Regions from separate parts of the Sus scrofa genome. Here region 1 is linked to region 2. The links are chromatin contacts, called in public HiChIP or PLAC-seq maps. All regions are on one chromosome and are shown on one strand. Each heading gives the region's core, a stretch centred on a gene start, on an enhancer-like site or on the middle of the called end of the contact. The rest is flanking DNA. Distances are from core to core; before and after follow the strand shown.

Region 1 (3,229 bases), core at 702-3,201, 340 kb after region 2:
CAGCTAATACTTATTGACTGCTGACTGCAACCCAGGCATTGTTCAAGCAATGTTCCTTTATTTTGCATTTAACAGGTTTTTATCCCATTTTACAAACTGGGAAAATGAGACACTGAAAAGATAAATGACGTGCCCAAGGTCACCAGTCATAAGGGGTAGAAATGAGAAAGTCTGGTAACCTTGTACTTTAACCATTTGGAATATATATGGAGCAAACATACACTGCATTTAATGTTCATTTGTTGTCCAGAGCAGACAGAACAATCGCACCAAGCTTGATCTCCAATCTGTTGCTCTAGTAGTTCCTATAAGTTGAAAGTGTTGGCAATCTCTCTGCTGTTCCCTCCACAGACCCTTCTCCTTGGCTTGCTCCTATTCTTCTGGAACCTTGTCTCTGCCTGCTCCCGAGCTTGGGTCTACTTTGACTTTGGCCCTTCATATTCGGCATATGGTCTTGGTCTCTTTCAAGTTCAACTCATGCTGAGACCTGCCCCCAGGCCCCTCTTGCCCTTTTTCTGACTCCTTCTCATCCTCACCCCATCATGAGCTGTCTCAGCAATTTGGTCAGGGTTGATGAGGTGCAAAGGTAAAGAAGGGACACAAGAAGGACAGAAAAGAAAAAATCTCAGTGCAGATTCACCCTCCAAGTCCTGAGCTCTGAGCTCACTATAAAAATTTCTGCATGAACCATAGAGAAACAGCTTGAGATGTGGCGTCACATTCTAAAGATTCTACATCTGGAAATATGCCATTGAATTATACTGCCTATGTCTTTTTTTTTTTTTTTTTTTTTTGTCTTTTTGCCTTTTCTAGGGCCGCTCCCGCGGCATATGGAGGTTCCCAGGCTAGGGGTCTAGTTGGAGCTAGAGCTACCAGCCACAGCCACAGCCACAGCCACGAGGGATCCAAGCCATGTTGCAACCTACACCACAGCTCACGGCAATGCTAGATCCTTAACCCACTGAGCAAGGCCAGGGATCGAACCCACAACCTCATGGTTCCTAGTCAGATTCGTTAACCACTGTGCCATGATGGGAACTCCTGAATTATATTGCCTACTTCTTTTAAGATGACCCCAATCACCGCCCCATCCCAGCTCAGTTTTAGTCAACTGACTCATAAACACAGGAAAATATTTTAATCTTGGAGGAAAAACTTAGGTATTTGTTGTGCATTAAAAATGTTAATCGGGGAATTGAAAAAATAGCGGGCTCTACCCATCTGTGTAACGCTCGCCTTTCTGAGCTGTGGTTGGTCTGTAAAGTGTGCTAATTAAACACTGGAGCTCTCAGGTCGCTTTCAGACCCTGCATTTGTGTCAGTGTAGCCTGTGTTTCAGAGGCTTTTGCTGTGTGCCTTGCAAGACTACTAATTGCCAGCACTGTCTACCGAATGACTTCCCAGCGTCACCAGGACATGCCCCACGAGTACATGGTCTGTCAGTTTCCACAGGTCTGATGACATGCCTTCTGTTCTAGGTCTGCCCTCTCTTTGCCCTCTCTATTGCTATTGCCTCTGGTGTTCGTTCTTAAGTTTCTGGTTCTGTGGGATGTAAAGTCTATGACCCATCAGCCATGGGATACGAATGTTCTCACGGTGCCAAGGCTCTTTTAGGATTTGTACACTCTAGTGTTGAGGGCTGAAGCAGGGCTGCCAAACCCCACCACCGGCATCTGAACCCTGAGAACACTTGCTAAGAGGTGTGGTCAAGTTACTGTGAAAACTTTAGCGGCACCATTCACACTCTGGACAGCACATCAGTCTCCGCTCTGTTTCTAAAAGGGTAACACGACTTGGCTGTACGCCAAAGACCCACAAAATATAGGACTGATCTAATCTGTCCTGGAAACCATTGAGACAAGCCCATTATCTGAGAAGCCAGGACAAGTTATAATTAGAAGCCCCGTGAGTCACAGCTCATGGGAGTCAGCTCAGAAGCTCTCACTCATAAAATGACACACAAGTTTGACGTCTGCTGAGGCTCATCCCAGGCGTCAGCATTCGGCCTCGTACAAGGACTGAGGGAATACATTAGAGACGAGTAATATTCATGGAGCCCCAGGATACTCATGCTGGGTGCAACCTCACTATGGAGACAGAGCATCAGACACAGGAAGTACAAAGTGATAAAAATTGTTACTAGAAAAAAAATTCCCTTTGCCACACACGGGTTCTCTTTAACTTTTCTTAAGGTGGTGCAGTTGCTAATTTAAGCCCTTCACATACTTTCCCAGCAGTGAACTGAATTTACTGTACATCCTTCCAGGCCCAGTGGATTCTGAAAGAACATTGGCTTTAAAATCCAAGCTTTCTTAGCTACTTGCTGGCTATGGAACCATGAATAAGACTGTCAAATCTTTCTAAATCTTAGCCCCCTTATGTATAAAACAAGGTTTTTTAATGAGGATTAAAAAAACACTATCTTTTAATGCAAAGCACCTGGCTCAGGATCCCACATACGACGGGTGTTCAATCAGTGTCAGGATCCTTCCTTCCCAGTAGAAATCGGCAGATGATACTAGCTTCATGTCTTGTGCCAGGCACAGAACACACCCTTCAAAGTGTTAATGCCATTTCAGCTCAGCAGACACCTCGTCTCAGGAAAGCCATTAGAAACCCCCAAAGTACTATATTTTTCTCCTGCTAAGTAGTTTTCTTCCCACAACTTCCCACCACTTTATATTAAGTGAGCCCAACAAATGAGTCACACTACTTACAGAAGCAAATTTGGGAGCCACACCCAAAACACAGGCATTTTGTCTTTTCACAAGAAGCTGTCAATACCACCAAAAAAAGAGGGCTTGGGGGGCCCACAGTTAGAAACCCCCAAACTCCCAGGCTACCTCTGAATTCATATGCAAACCCAAACCCTTAGTTCTTTTTTTTTTTTTTTTTTTTGGTGAATTTCTACGCACAGTATTAAGTGACAGTTGAGAATCACTGAACAATATTCAAAGTTCTGCTGAATGTTCTGCTTTGTAAGTGGGTGACGTGAGGGGTACTGGGGGATATATCAAGATAGCCCAATCACTTTTTAAATGGACAATGCCAAATTAAATTTAAAACAACATCCTACCGTTGGGCCTGTATTTACTTTTTGGTAGATTAGAAGGTGATTATTTACTTTCGGAAAACATTTAGCGTTGCATTTAACGTATGGTTTTGATTTTCATGAAAAATTTTAAGAATTTATCCATTGTATGAAAATACAATGATTGGCATAAAAGTTA
Region 2 (3,192 bases), core at 148-2,647:
ACCCACTGAGCGAGGCCAGGGATCGAACCTGCATTCTCATGGATGCTAGTCAGATTCGTTTCCACTGCGCCATGACGGGAACTCCAGATTTACCCCGGTTTTCCACACAGGTCCTCTCTCAGTGCTGGGATCCAATCCAGGATCCCCCAGTGCATTTAGCTGTCTCTTTTCTTCCCATCTGGGACAGTTTCTCAGTCTTTCCTTGTCCTTTTTGACCTTGACACTTTTGAAGGGGACTGATGAGCTATTTGGTAGAATGCCTCTCAAGTTGGGATTATCTAATAATTGCTCCATTTCTGGCTTTTTAGTTGACTGCTCTATATATCCTTGATGACTCAGGCAGAGAAGCCATTTATAAATGAAAGTTTCAAGGCATCATAAATCTGTCCCTCTGAGATGAGCCTGGTTGTGTATTAGAGATCCTACAGGTTAAGAGTATAGACTCCGGACTCAGAGAGCCTGAGTTTTGTCCCAGGGTTCTGTTTCTGCCCCTGTGATGTACCTGCTCTGTGACCTTGTGACTATTATTTGACCTCTCTGTGCTTTCATGGCTTCATCTACAAAATGGGCATAATATAGAAACGGTCTCTTCAGGTTGTGGTGGAGATTGAGTTAAATCATGAGCTGCCTCCAACAGTACCTTGCATGTAGTCATCACTCAGCACGTCTCAGCTGCTACCATGGCTGCAGCCTCTGTGGCCCCTTCCTATGAAGCTCAGGGCCAGTCCTCTCTCGGTGTCACTTCTCAGGTCTGCAAATTCAGGTGTGGTTCTGGCCAGAGTGATGACCTTGCAGCAAACCCTTAGGGTTTAGGGACCGGGTCCTCAGGTCCCATCTAGAAAGCTCATTTCAACTGAATGACTGAACCCAGATTGCCAGGATCATGTAGAGGTTCAGTCTCCAGGGCCTCCTGGCTGTGCTCTGCTCTTCGGATGCACGTGTCGCATCTCCCACCCTTAACCCGTGCCAGCAGCCCTGGGCTCTGCTCTGCACTCTCTCCAGGCTCCCTTTCTGTGCTCTGCGCTTCTGTTCCTCTGTTCTGTATTCTTCTGGGCCTCTCACCGTGGTCCCTTCTCTTCACCTTCATCCTCAGAATTGATATGAAGTGGGATGATGAGGATATGAGGCAGGATGATTACATACCTGCTTCTCTAGAAAGACCGGCCGGCCGGGTTTAATTCCCAGCCCCATCCCTTTCACATTACTTAGATCCCTGTGCTGTGGTTTCTTTGTCTCTGAAAGGAGCTAATAATGATAGTAACAGTGATTACAGGGAGAGTGACTGAGGCTTTATTCTCTGAGCTGCATTGTGTTAAATGTTACCTCTATTGTTGAATTCAGTCCTCATTGCAACTGTATGATGTAACTACTAACAAGCTTTGGATTTACCGGAAGAGAAACTGAGAGATGGTTTAAGTAACTTGCCCAAGATCACAGAGCTCAGAGATGGAGGAGTAGGATTCAAACCCTGCCCCTGGCTTTGGAACTCACATTCTCATTCACTGTGCTCTTTGCTGCCTGGGGTCTTGGTGGGTTTCTGTAACACTTTAGTAAAGTTCAGTAAACTTGAACAGTAACTAATCCCATGATCTGACTTCTGCTTCCTCAGGCTCATGGTTTATGCGATTCAGTGTTGCAGCTTCTAGGATGTCTGGGTCCTGGACCCGGCACTCTGCACCACGCGCAGGGAACACCCTGTCCAATTCCCAGACCAATGTACCTCCAACTCACTCTGTGCTAGCCACACAGCCCCCCACCCAGCAGATAGGCTCCCTCACAATCCTTCACCTTGATACAGCCCAGCCTGCAGTCCTCTGTTTCTGATCTACTCAGTTTCTAGTATGTTCACTCCTTTTCCATTTAGTTTCACCTTGCACCTCTGACCTTTGGTTCTGCTTCTCTGGCCCTGTTTCTGCCTTTTCCCCCTCACCCACAGCTGGCCTCATACCTACCCTGGACCAGCTTCTTCCTGTCCTCGGCTCAGCCTCTGTTGTGTGGCACAGTCCGAGGTGAATCCTTGTGACTGTTGTTCCCGTTGGGTTTGCTCCACTCATGAAGGGACTTTACCCTGTTATGGAAATAGCAGCACTTGGCCTTGGGCCTTGAGGTCTGAAAGAAGGTATTCAAGGAGAAGGTGCAGAAGAAGAGCTATAGGAGAGACGGAACAGGAGCCAGCCAGCGTTTTGTTCCCTGGGCCCAGGAAGCCCTTTTCCCATTCTGTGACTGGAGGGCCCCTGTGTTCCCGCAGGCTCCATTCCTGTCACTGTGTCTGAGACAGGGCCCAGCTCAGGCCCTACTTTGGCAGATCCTAGTGCTTCTGAAAGTCTGTCCACCCAGGGTATACACAGGCCCAAATCTGTGACCACACAGTTATCAGGGAGATGTAGTGGGTGAAGTCCAGGTGCTCCAGCCAGACTGCCTGCGTTTGCATCCCTAACCACCAAGCGCCAAAGCTACCGAGCTCAGGCAGGAGACTGAAATCCTTATACCTCAGTTTCTTCATCTGTAAAATGTATCTACTAAGGAGGGTACTCACCTTACAAAGTAATTTTTTTTTGCTTTTTAGGGCCATCCCCAAGGCATATGGATGTTTCCAGGCTAGGGGGTCCCATTGGAGCTACAGCTGCGAGCCTACACCCCAGCCACAGCCAACGCGGGATCCGCACTTTATCTTCAACCTACACCATAGGTCACTGCAGTGCCAGATCCTTAACCCACTGAGTGAAGCCTGGGATCGAACCCGCAACCTCATGGTTCCTAGTCGGATTCATCTGCTGCACCACGATGGGAACTCCACAAAGTAATTTTAAGGAAGCTCAAAGTGTTGATTATAATTATTTTTATTAGTGGGCATTTTTCGAGGCTACCGATAGCATCATACTCATATTTGCAGCTGGTTCCGGCCTAGGTCCTTCCTGGTTATTGACAATAAATTTGCACTAAGTACCTGAGGACTTGAGAATAAATATCTCAAATAAATTGTATGGGGTGTGTACTTGGGAGCTATGAAGAAAAGTGAAAAAGTTAGTAATCTAGCTCAGAGGGTTTGAATGTGAGCTCCATGCCTGGGCTCCAGAACCACAGAAGCAGAGGAGATGGGACCAGCACACACGATGAAACTGCAGGAGAACAGTAACTGAATGAGGCCATCAGTTGGGTGATGTGAGCTATTAATGAAGGCTCTATATGAAG

What was found. HiChIP or PLAC-seq counts read pairs in DNA pulled down with a chosen protein or histone mark.
Region 1: a contact with region 2 is called in an H3K27ac HiChIP or PLAC-seq map of alveolar macrophages, with 2.3 times the contacts expected there. The contact joins two enhancer-like sites. A contact is called at or near these places in 2 of 47 Hi-C or Micro-C datasets (embryonic fibroblasts and liver) and 1 of 2 datasets of contacts at active chromatin or transcription factors (alveolar macrophages).

Annotation. Positions count from the first base shown.
Region 1 is chr2:25,982,885-25,986,113 of Sscrofa11.1, forward strand. No RefSeq gene overlaps it. Among named protein-coding and RNA genes, the nearest start is that of MIR1343, 82 kb to the right of the region's middle. Within about 2 kb of position 1,952, at least 18 of the 83 cell types and tissues checked have an H3K27ac peak or open chromatin away from gene starts, as enhancers often do. A contact at or near this core is called in alveolar macrophages, where this site is marked.
Region 2 is chr2:25,647,789-25,650,980 of Sscrofa11.1, forward strand. The region is part of intron 1 of SLC1A2 (excitatory amino acid transporter 2); the gene reads left to right. Among named protein-coding and RNA genes, the nearest start is that of SLC1A2, 45 kb to the left of the region's middle. Within about 2 kb of position 1,398, at least 2 of the 83 cell types and tissues checked have an H3K27ac peak or open chromatin away from gene starts, as enhancers often do. A contact at or near this core is called in alveolar macrophages, where this site is marked.